Regions from separate parts of the Mus musculus genome. Here region 2 is linked to region 1. Evidence: chromatin contacts called from public HiChIP or PLAC-seq data. All regions are on one chromosome and are shown on one strand. Each heading gives the region's core, a stretch centred on a gene start, on an enhancer-like site or on the middle of the called end of the contact. The rest is flanking DNA. Distances are from core to core; before and after follow the strand shown.

What was found. HiChIP or PLAC-seq counts read pairs in DNA pulled down with a chosen protein or histone mark.
Region 2: a contact with region 1 is called in an HNF4G HiChIP or PLAC-seq map of pancreatic cancer cells. The contact joins the enhancer-like site here to the promoter of P2rx2 in region 1. A contact is called at or near these places in 15 of 39 promoter capture datasets (the 3T3-L1 cell line, the C10 cell line, the HPC-7 cell line and 9 more), 2 of 484 Hi-C or Micro-C datasets (the G1E-ER4 cell line and embryonic stem cells), 6 of 115 datasets of contacts at active chromatin or transcription factors (effector CD8 T cells, embryonic limb bud, embryonic stem cells and 2 more) and 2 of 9 other capture datasets (adipose tissue and embryonic stem cells).

Annotation. Positions count from the first base shown.
Region 1 is chr5:110,341,161-110,345,200 of GRCm38.p6, reverse strand. P2rx2 (purinergic receptor P2X, ligand-gated ion channel, 2) reads left to right here and starts at 2,166. Exons shown (of 11, transcript NM_153400.4): 1 at 2,166-2,421; 2 at 2,566-2,701; 3 at 2,797-2,868; 4 at 2,948-3,023; 5 at 3,100-3,196; 6 at 3,347-3,427; 7 at 3,512-3,650; 8 at 3,970-4,040. The coding sequence starts at 2,246. It overlaps Lrcol1 (leucine rich colipase-like 1), which reads right to left and starts at 471. Exons shown (of 6, transcript NM_001310709.1): 1 at 372-471.
Region 2 is chr5:110,704,755-110,708,748 of GRCm38.p6, reverse strand. Ep400 (E1A binding protein p400) reads left to right here. Exons shown (of 52, transcript NM_029337.2): 18 at 412-586; 19 at 684-820; 20 at 3,681-3,867. Among named protein-coding and RNA genes, the nearest start is that of Gm22716, 30 kb to the right of the region's middle. Within about 2 kb of position 2,213, at least 5 of the 459 cell types and tissues checked have an H3K27ac peak or open chromatin away from gene starts, as enhancers often do. A contact at or near this core is called in pancreatic cancer cells, where this site is marked.

The DNA.
Region 1 (4,040 bases), core at 917-3,416:
GAATCATCAGGTCCACGGAGACAGATGGAAGAGTGGTGTCAGGGCCTAGAAAGGCACTGTTTAATGGGAAGATGTGCTCTGTTGGGCACGGAGGGCTATTGAGATCAGGCTACACCCTTCTCTAAGTTATTTCATATTGTACAAAGCAGGAGTTTTCCAGGGTGTGCACCGTCTCAGAAGAAGCCATTTTACAATGAACTTTTCACTCTGTTTTGAGGGGAAAGAGGGATGATTGCAACCGCTGGGTAGACCCAGAAACTAGACTATCTTTCTCCTGTTTCCTGCCAGGTACCACAGGACAGGAACAATCTGAGTTATTCCTGGGAGTAGAAAGGTAGTTTTTGGAACTGCTGAGTTCCCAGTGGCCCTACCTCCTTGCCTCAGGTCCACTTGCTCCTCTGTGCAGCGAGAGCAGCCAAACTGCAGTTTCCAAGCAGACGTCAGCCTTGAAGTAGAGGGTTACAGGTTAGCCAAGGGTACTTGGCCTCAAGTCTCTGAGCAGTAACTCAACTCCACTCCACTTCCTGCCCCGCCCTCTGCACAGAATGTAGAGATTCCGTGGACATGGCCTCCCACCATACTTTACCTGCTTTCCTGCTTTTTGCTTCTGTTCCAAATCAAGACCAGCTACCAATAGCCAAACAAACCCCTACCCAGCAGTGTAGGACACCCACTCTTTGTGCCCCCTCCCCACTGTCCTCCCCACCCCCCACCCCGCCCTAGGACCACAACTCCTTAGGCACCCAGAGTTCCCTTTCTCCACTCCTAAGTCAGGTGCTCATGTCTGGTGCTGACTCTGCCCCCTGATAATAGTCTCAGTTTGTTCTCATTTATCAATCCTTCTGTCTGTTCTATAGTGTGTGGGCTGTTCGTTCACTTGAGATTTTTGCCCCTGGGTGGGGGGCGTGGAGACTTAACCCAGGGCCTCACAAGTACTAGACAAGTGTTCCACCACCTAGCTCCAGCAGCTCTCCTTGTTAGCTCTTTAATGATTGACTAGGACTGACTACTTACAATCCTCCTGTCTCCACCTCTCAAGTGGTGGGATTACTGGTTTTGTATAAGCATGCTCAGCCTCAGGCAAATTAAAGCAGGACTTTTCTAAGAAAGAAGGACTCACAAAGAATGGCACCAGGATCCATGAAGGTCCTTGGTGGAAAACAGGAAGGATGTGATCAGCTTGGTGATTTCGGGTGGGGAGGTCCTGTCTGGAAGGGATCTGGACAACTGGCGTCTGAGATGGGCCAAGACCCAGTCTTTTGTTACAAAATATTCCCTAAAATTATGCATTCAGTTGTTCTAAATTAGATTGCCGTTGCTCCCTAGGCACTGGTCAGATTTAATCAAACAGTTCAAATATGCAATTTAGCTGTACTATTAGCAACAGCAAAGAGATGTCCAGGTTTGCCAAGGATGGATTTGCTCTGGTCTTACTTTGAAGTATTAGCAAAGATGTGGGTGGATCTTGAAAACACGATAAAGCCAGACGTAGGTATCGTATTTCAAATAAAAACCTTTTTGAGACATGAAGACTACTGTGGGAACAGGAATGGCGGCTTTATGGACAGGGGTTTGTTCTGAGGTGGGAGAACGGGTTTTGTGTTGTCCAATGAAGGGGACTGCACAACGTACAGCAGCATGTACTACACTCATTGGGTTGTTCATACGCTAAATGCATTTTATTTCCATAAAAGACAGCTTAAAATCATCTCGCTGAGACATATTAAGATGTTTGGTATTTGCTTCAAATAACCTGGGCGCAGGAGAGACCTGATCAGTTACCAGCAAACAATTTCGGTTTGCAAGGGGTGTGGGGGGGTTGGAGGGGGAAGCGGAATTAACATCCCAATGCTGGGCAGTTCCTTGGAGAAATGAGGGTTGGGGCTGCGCCCTTGTGTGTCTGCTATGAGAAACCTGGGGTGCCTGCCGTCAGCCCCTGATCCTCTGAGTGATGAGGAAAGCGCCCAGTGTGGAGCTTCTCTTGGGCTCCTCCCGGGGCTCTCCGGGCTGGCCTGGCCTCTCCGCTCTTCTTGTCACCAAACTGGAGTTGTGATCCACCAACTGCACCACCAGGCTGCACTCTGAGCCGCACCCCGCCGCACCTGCAGTCTTCAGTAAGACTGGAAAGGGACTAGATTGCTACTGTCACAAAGGGCGGGGAGCGAGGCCACACCCCCAGCCTGCCCACGAGAGGCCGAGAGTGTGAGGCGCTCCAGCAGCTCTTGTGGACCGAGCTCCTTGGGCCATGGCCGCTGCACAGCCCCGGCTTCCCGCGGGGGCGGCCATGGTCCGGCGCTTGGCCCGGGGCTGCTGGTCCGCGTTCTGGGACTACGAGACGCCCAAGGTGATCGTGGTGCGGAATCGGCGCCTGGGATTCGTGCACCGCATGGTGCAGCTGCTCATTCTGCTTTACTTCGTGTGGTGCGCCGGCCGGGGCACAGTGGGCAATCGGGCGGGAGGGGATACTCAGCCCTGGGCTTGTGCGGGCGCCCTTAGGGCTTTAGGAGAGGGATATCCTGGTCTCTCCAGGGTTGCCTCCGGAGCCGGCACCGCCCTATCCCACAGGTACGTCTTCATCGTGCAGAAAAGCTACCAGGATAGCGAAACCGGTCCGGAGAGCTCCATCATCACCAAAGTCAAGGGGATCACCATGTCGGAACACAAAGTGTGGGACGTGGAGGAATACGTAAAGCCCCCGGAGGTGCGGCGCTTCCTGCCCCAGGCCCGATGCTCCTCCGCGGTGTGACCCGTCTGAGTGAGCTGACAGGCCCACCGCGCCTTTATTTCTGCACCCAGGGGGGCAGTGTAGTCAGCATCATCACCAGGATCGAGGTTACTCCTTCCCAGACCCTGGGAACATGCCCAGAGGTGAGGCCGGTCAAGGGTGGTCTGGGAAAACCTAGGCCAGTTGCAGAGTCTACCCTCTAACCTACAATCTCCACCCTAGAGCATGAGGGTTCACAGCTCTACCTGCCATTTAGATGACGACTGTGTGGCCGGACAGCTGGACATGCAGGGCAATGGTCAGTGTGCATCAGGGACAGTGGGGAAGGCAGGGTTAGCCTGACCTCAGTAGATTAACCAGTGTGTGTCCTGTAGGGATTCGGACAGGACGCTGTGTACCCTATTACCATGGGGACTCCAAGACCTGCGAGGTGTCAGCCTGGTGCCCGGTGGAGGATGGGACTTCTGAAAAGTATGCAGGATCTACAGACCCCATCGGCAGTCTCCTTTCTCCTTACTGATGAAGATCAGATTAACTGGGAGGAGGAGGGAGACCATGTCCTCCTTCCTGCCCTTGGGATTTGGGGGAAAGGAGACTAAACCACTGTCTGTAACTTTGCAGCCATTTTCTGGGTAAAATGGCCCCAAATTTCACCATCCTCATCAAGAACAGCATCCACTATCCCAAGTTCAAGTTCTCCAAGTGAGTCTGAGGAGTAATTGCAAATGCCCGACCAGTATGTAGGCATGTGCTGGGAGCAGGTGTTTGTTTTCTGCTTCTCCTTAGGGGCAACATTGCAAGCCAGAAGAGTGACTACCTGAAGCACTGCACGTTTGATCAGGACTCTGATCCATACTGTCCCATCTTCAGGCTGGGCTTCATTGTAGAGCAAGCAGGAGAGAACTTCACAGAACTGGCACACAAGGTAAGGATCAGAGGGCATGGGGACAGAGAAGCTGGGTGTCAGCATTTGCTGCCTAGGAAGGGTTTTACTGCATCTAGATGTACCTTCTTTGTCTTGGTTAGCTTTAGCTGTGTTTAGGCAGAGGGGAGAAATGTGATCACGGTCTGTGCAGGCACCCGCTCAATTATTGACACCTGGTCCCATGACTGGTGCTAGTACCTCACTGCCTCCAAAACCAGAAATGACTAGCTCTCTGGACCTTTGGCTCTGAGCTGAACCCTATTCCTTGAGGTTTTTCTGCTTTATGTTCTTCAGCCCTCCTTGGCTCACTTCTCTGCAGGGCGGTGTCATTGGGGTCATCATCAACTGGAACTGTGACCTGGACTTGTCTGAATCAGAGTGCAACCCCAA
Region 2 (3,994 bases), core at 964-3,463, 360 kb before region 1:
CTTCAAATCTCCAGCTGTTCTTACCTAAAGATTCATTAAAGAAATTTAAATCATTGCATACATATATCAATTTAGTGAAAAGAAATTTCCTTCTCCTTTGTCACAGCATTGTTGGACCTAAGAGACACAGCATCCCTGTGTTCAGTCCTTTTCTTTGAGACAGGGTCTCACTATGTAGTCTTGGTTATACGGGAGCTTTCTATGTAGACCAGACTGGCCTTGAATGTAAAGGTCTGCCTGCCTCTGACTCAGTTTCCTCTTCCCCAAGTGCTGTGTGTGCCACTGTGCCCGTCCGTTCCCTGAAGGCATATGTAGAGTTTCTGTCTCCACTTTTCTCATACATTGCTGTAGAAAAGTTATGCAGCCTACTTATGTTTTCAAAGTTCCAACATTGCCCCATTTTGTTTATAGCCAGCAGCGCCTGCTTCTGATCGATGTTCCTCTGCACAACACTTTCCTGGAGCTCTGGACCATGGTGCACTTCCTCATTCCTGGGATCTCCAGGCCTTATCTGAGCTTTCCTCTGAAAGCCCCCAATGAGGAAAACCAGGATTACTATCACAAAATGGTCATAAGGTTACACAGGGTATGTTTGCTTCTGTGACTACAGCTGACTCATTTAAAGTTTATCTGCCCTCTGCTAAGTACACCATGGCGAGAAAAATGGTTATTATTTTCTCCAGGTCACACAGCCATTTATTTTGAGGAGAACCAAGAGAGATGTGGAGAAACAGCTAACCAGGAAATATGAGCATGTTCTGAAGTGCCGCCTTTCCAGTCGTCAGAAGGCCTTATATGAGGATGTCATCCTACAGCCTAGGTAAGTGCTGGTTTGCCTACCTGACCAATGAGAAGCCGATGCACCCTGTTGCCTCAGTAAGTGAGCCTATGAGTGAGGCAACCAGGAACTCTGAAGGCTCCAGAAAACCCTCTCTTCCCTTTCTCTTACTCGGGTATTATATATGCTTAATCTACACACCTGCCATTGTAGCTTGATATCTATTCCACTGCGTGCTGCTCCTGCTTGTGTTAGCCTGTTGTCTTAGGGTTCCATTCCTGTGACTGGACACCATGACCAAGGCAACTCTTATAAAGGACATTTAATTGCGGCTGGCTTACAGTTTCAGAGGTTCAGTCCATTATCATCATGGCAGGAAGCGTGACAGCATGCAGGCAGACAGTGGTGCTGGAGGAGCTCTACATCTTGATCAGAAGGCAGCCAGGAGAAGACTATCATCTGCAGATAGGAAGGTCTCTCTTCTGCACTGGGTGGAGCTTGAGCATAGGAACCCTGCCACACACTGTGGCACACTTCCTCCAACAAGGCCACACCTCCTAATATTGCCGCTTCCTGGAGGCTAAGCATATTTGAACCATCATATCTGGGTAGTTAATATGGATGCAGACGATTGACCAGCTTACTCTTTGAAAGTAGCCATTACTCCACCTGGTCAGTATGGTCTTTCTGGAAGGAAGCCAGTGGGGCATATTAACCATGCCATGTTATATCATCCTATGACCTAAACAGTTCACCCCCCAACTCTTGCCTGTCATTTAGTCTAGAGTAGGAGCAGTGAATGCACCTTCACAGCATTTACTGTGTTCAATCAACCTCCATATACACAAGCAGAAAATATTCGGCCATGTTGCTGTAGCACTGGTTTCTGTCAAATATTTCAGCAAAATGTTGACATTTTCTTTTGTTGACCTTAGTGATGTGCTAGTTCTAGTTAGAAGTAATTTTGTGAGAAAGGAGTTGGAGCTTCCATGTAGGTCAAATGCCACCACCAGCAGATAAAGGAAAAACCCTTCAGTTACCCTTAAATTCCTTAGTATATTGTCTTAGTTAGGCTTTTATTGCTATGAAGAGACACTGTGATCTAAGTAACTCATAAAGGCAAACATTTAATTGGGGCGTAAGTTTCAGAGGTTTAGTCTATTATCATCATGGAGGGAAGCATGGCAGTGTGCACAAAGGCCAGGACTTTTGCGTCTTAATCCGAAGGCAGCCAGGTGGAAACTCTAGTTCTGTCTGGGTGGAGCTTGAGCATAGGAGACCTTAATGCCTGCCTACACAGTGAGGCACTTCCTCCAACAAGGTCACATCTACTCCAAAAAAGCCACATCTCCTAATAGCACCACTCCCTATGACCAGGCATTGACTCTGTGGTGGCCGAACCCATTCAAACCACCACAGTTGTCCTTTAAGCAGGAGCTCTGACAAGTCATTGTTTAGGGAATGGAACTTGTTCATCTGTGACTATGCCAGTGCCACAGAGTAGTGAGGTACTTGTGCTTGGAAGTGATGTCATATGTTGTGGAGATGTGAGAGGTCATGACTTTGGATCCGGCACACCTTGTCTTAATGATCTTTGTTGGTTCTGTGATTCCTGCTCTGAGTAGAATGGCAGTGAGACCTTTTCATGTTTTTTTTCCCCCTTTTCTCTGAGCCACAATTCAAGAGCTAATGTGTTATGACTTTGTGCACCTTGGCCCCATTTTTGCACTTGGGAACCAGGTTTCTGGACACCATTTATAAACCTGATTTATAAACCTCATTTCTACATTGCACTCTCCAGATGCATAGGAATACTAATTATGGCTCTCAGGGGGAGGTTACTTTCTGTTCCCACCTGCTTCCACTTGCACCCCCTTCACCTCCACCCTTTCTTTGGAAATGTCCATTATTCTTAGACTCAGGGAAGTAAATCTTAGTTTTAGCCCACTCAAAGCCAAACATGGTAACTTTAAAAATATCTGTTGTCTAAGTTCGATTCCATGTCTATTCTCTTAAGCTAGATGGATAGCGTCTTACTTAGTTCTTGTGCTCTGCCCTGATCAGGGAACCTTATCACAGGGCTAAGAGCTGGCTGTGTTTGGCTTTCCTGTTATCCAAGCTAGGTTTCCTGTGGCATCCCCTCCTGGCAGTGCTTCTCAGTATCCCCCCTTTCTCTGTTACATACCTGAGTTGTCCCTGGCATAACTAAGCTGGCGTTTCCCACAAGGATCTCAGGCTTCCTGAGCCTGGTTCTTTATAGGCAGCCTCTAGATCAGTTGTTTGGGTTTAGAACCTGTAGTCATTTCACCATGACTCTCAAGTGCTCCTGATATCAGTCTTCACTACCTGCCTTAGGGTGCTGGACATGCCTTGCTGTGGTCTGCTTTCTCACTCAAGATCTCTACTCCATACTGCAGCTTCCTGAGCCTGGTGTGCCTTGTGGGTCTCTGTCAGATATTGCAGCAGGGTCTGGCCTGTGGCCTACTTGGCATCTCATCTACCACTGTGCACTTTCCTTATGGGATCAGGGGGTGTGCTTTCTGGTATGCTCTTGTCCCACTTTCTGGGACTAGATTCCTTTCACACACTTTGGATGCTTCTATTTGTCTGTTAGGGCACTTTATCCTGATGTTTCTGAAACATGGTCCTTTTATAAAAGGAACAACCCTGCCTCTTGAGAAGGTGTAGCACCCGAGATTTGGTCTATACCCAAATCTGGCTCTCTGGAGTGACTCAGTAAAATCTGTTAGACTTGAATGTTAATAATAAATTTACAAATACAAATTTGTGAACCCAGTCTTGGGACATGTCGCTAGTTTTGGTGTTTTTGGAGATGAGGAAAGTCATGGTGAGGCTGCATGATGAACACACACTGAACTTTCTGCTGCTTCTTCATGAGCAGGACTCAGGAAGCTCTGAAGAGTGGACATTTTGTCAGTGTCTTGAGTGTTCTGACACGGCTACAGCGAATCTGCAACCATCCTGGACTAGTAGAGCCACGGGTACCAGGCTCCTCCTTTGCAGCAGGCTCTCTGCAGTATAAGTCAGCCTCTCTAATTCTCAGAGTTCTGGAGAGAGAGTTCTGGAAGGTAAGTAGAAGATTTAGAAAGATAGTTTAGAATTTCTAGTACTGTTTAGATACAATCCACATAGTTGTGTGGATCTTTTCCCAATCCCTCTTTCTAGCTTAGTAGTTCTCAACCTTCCTAATGCTAC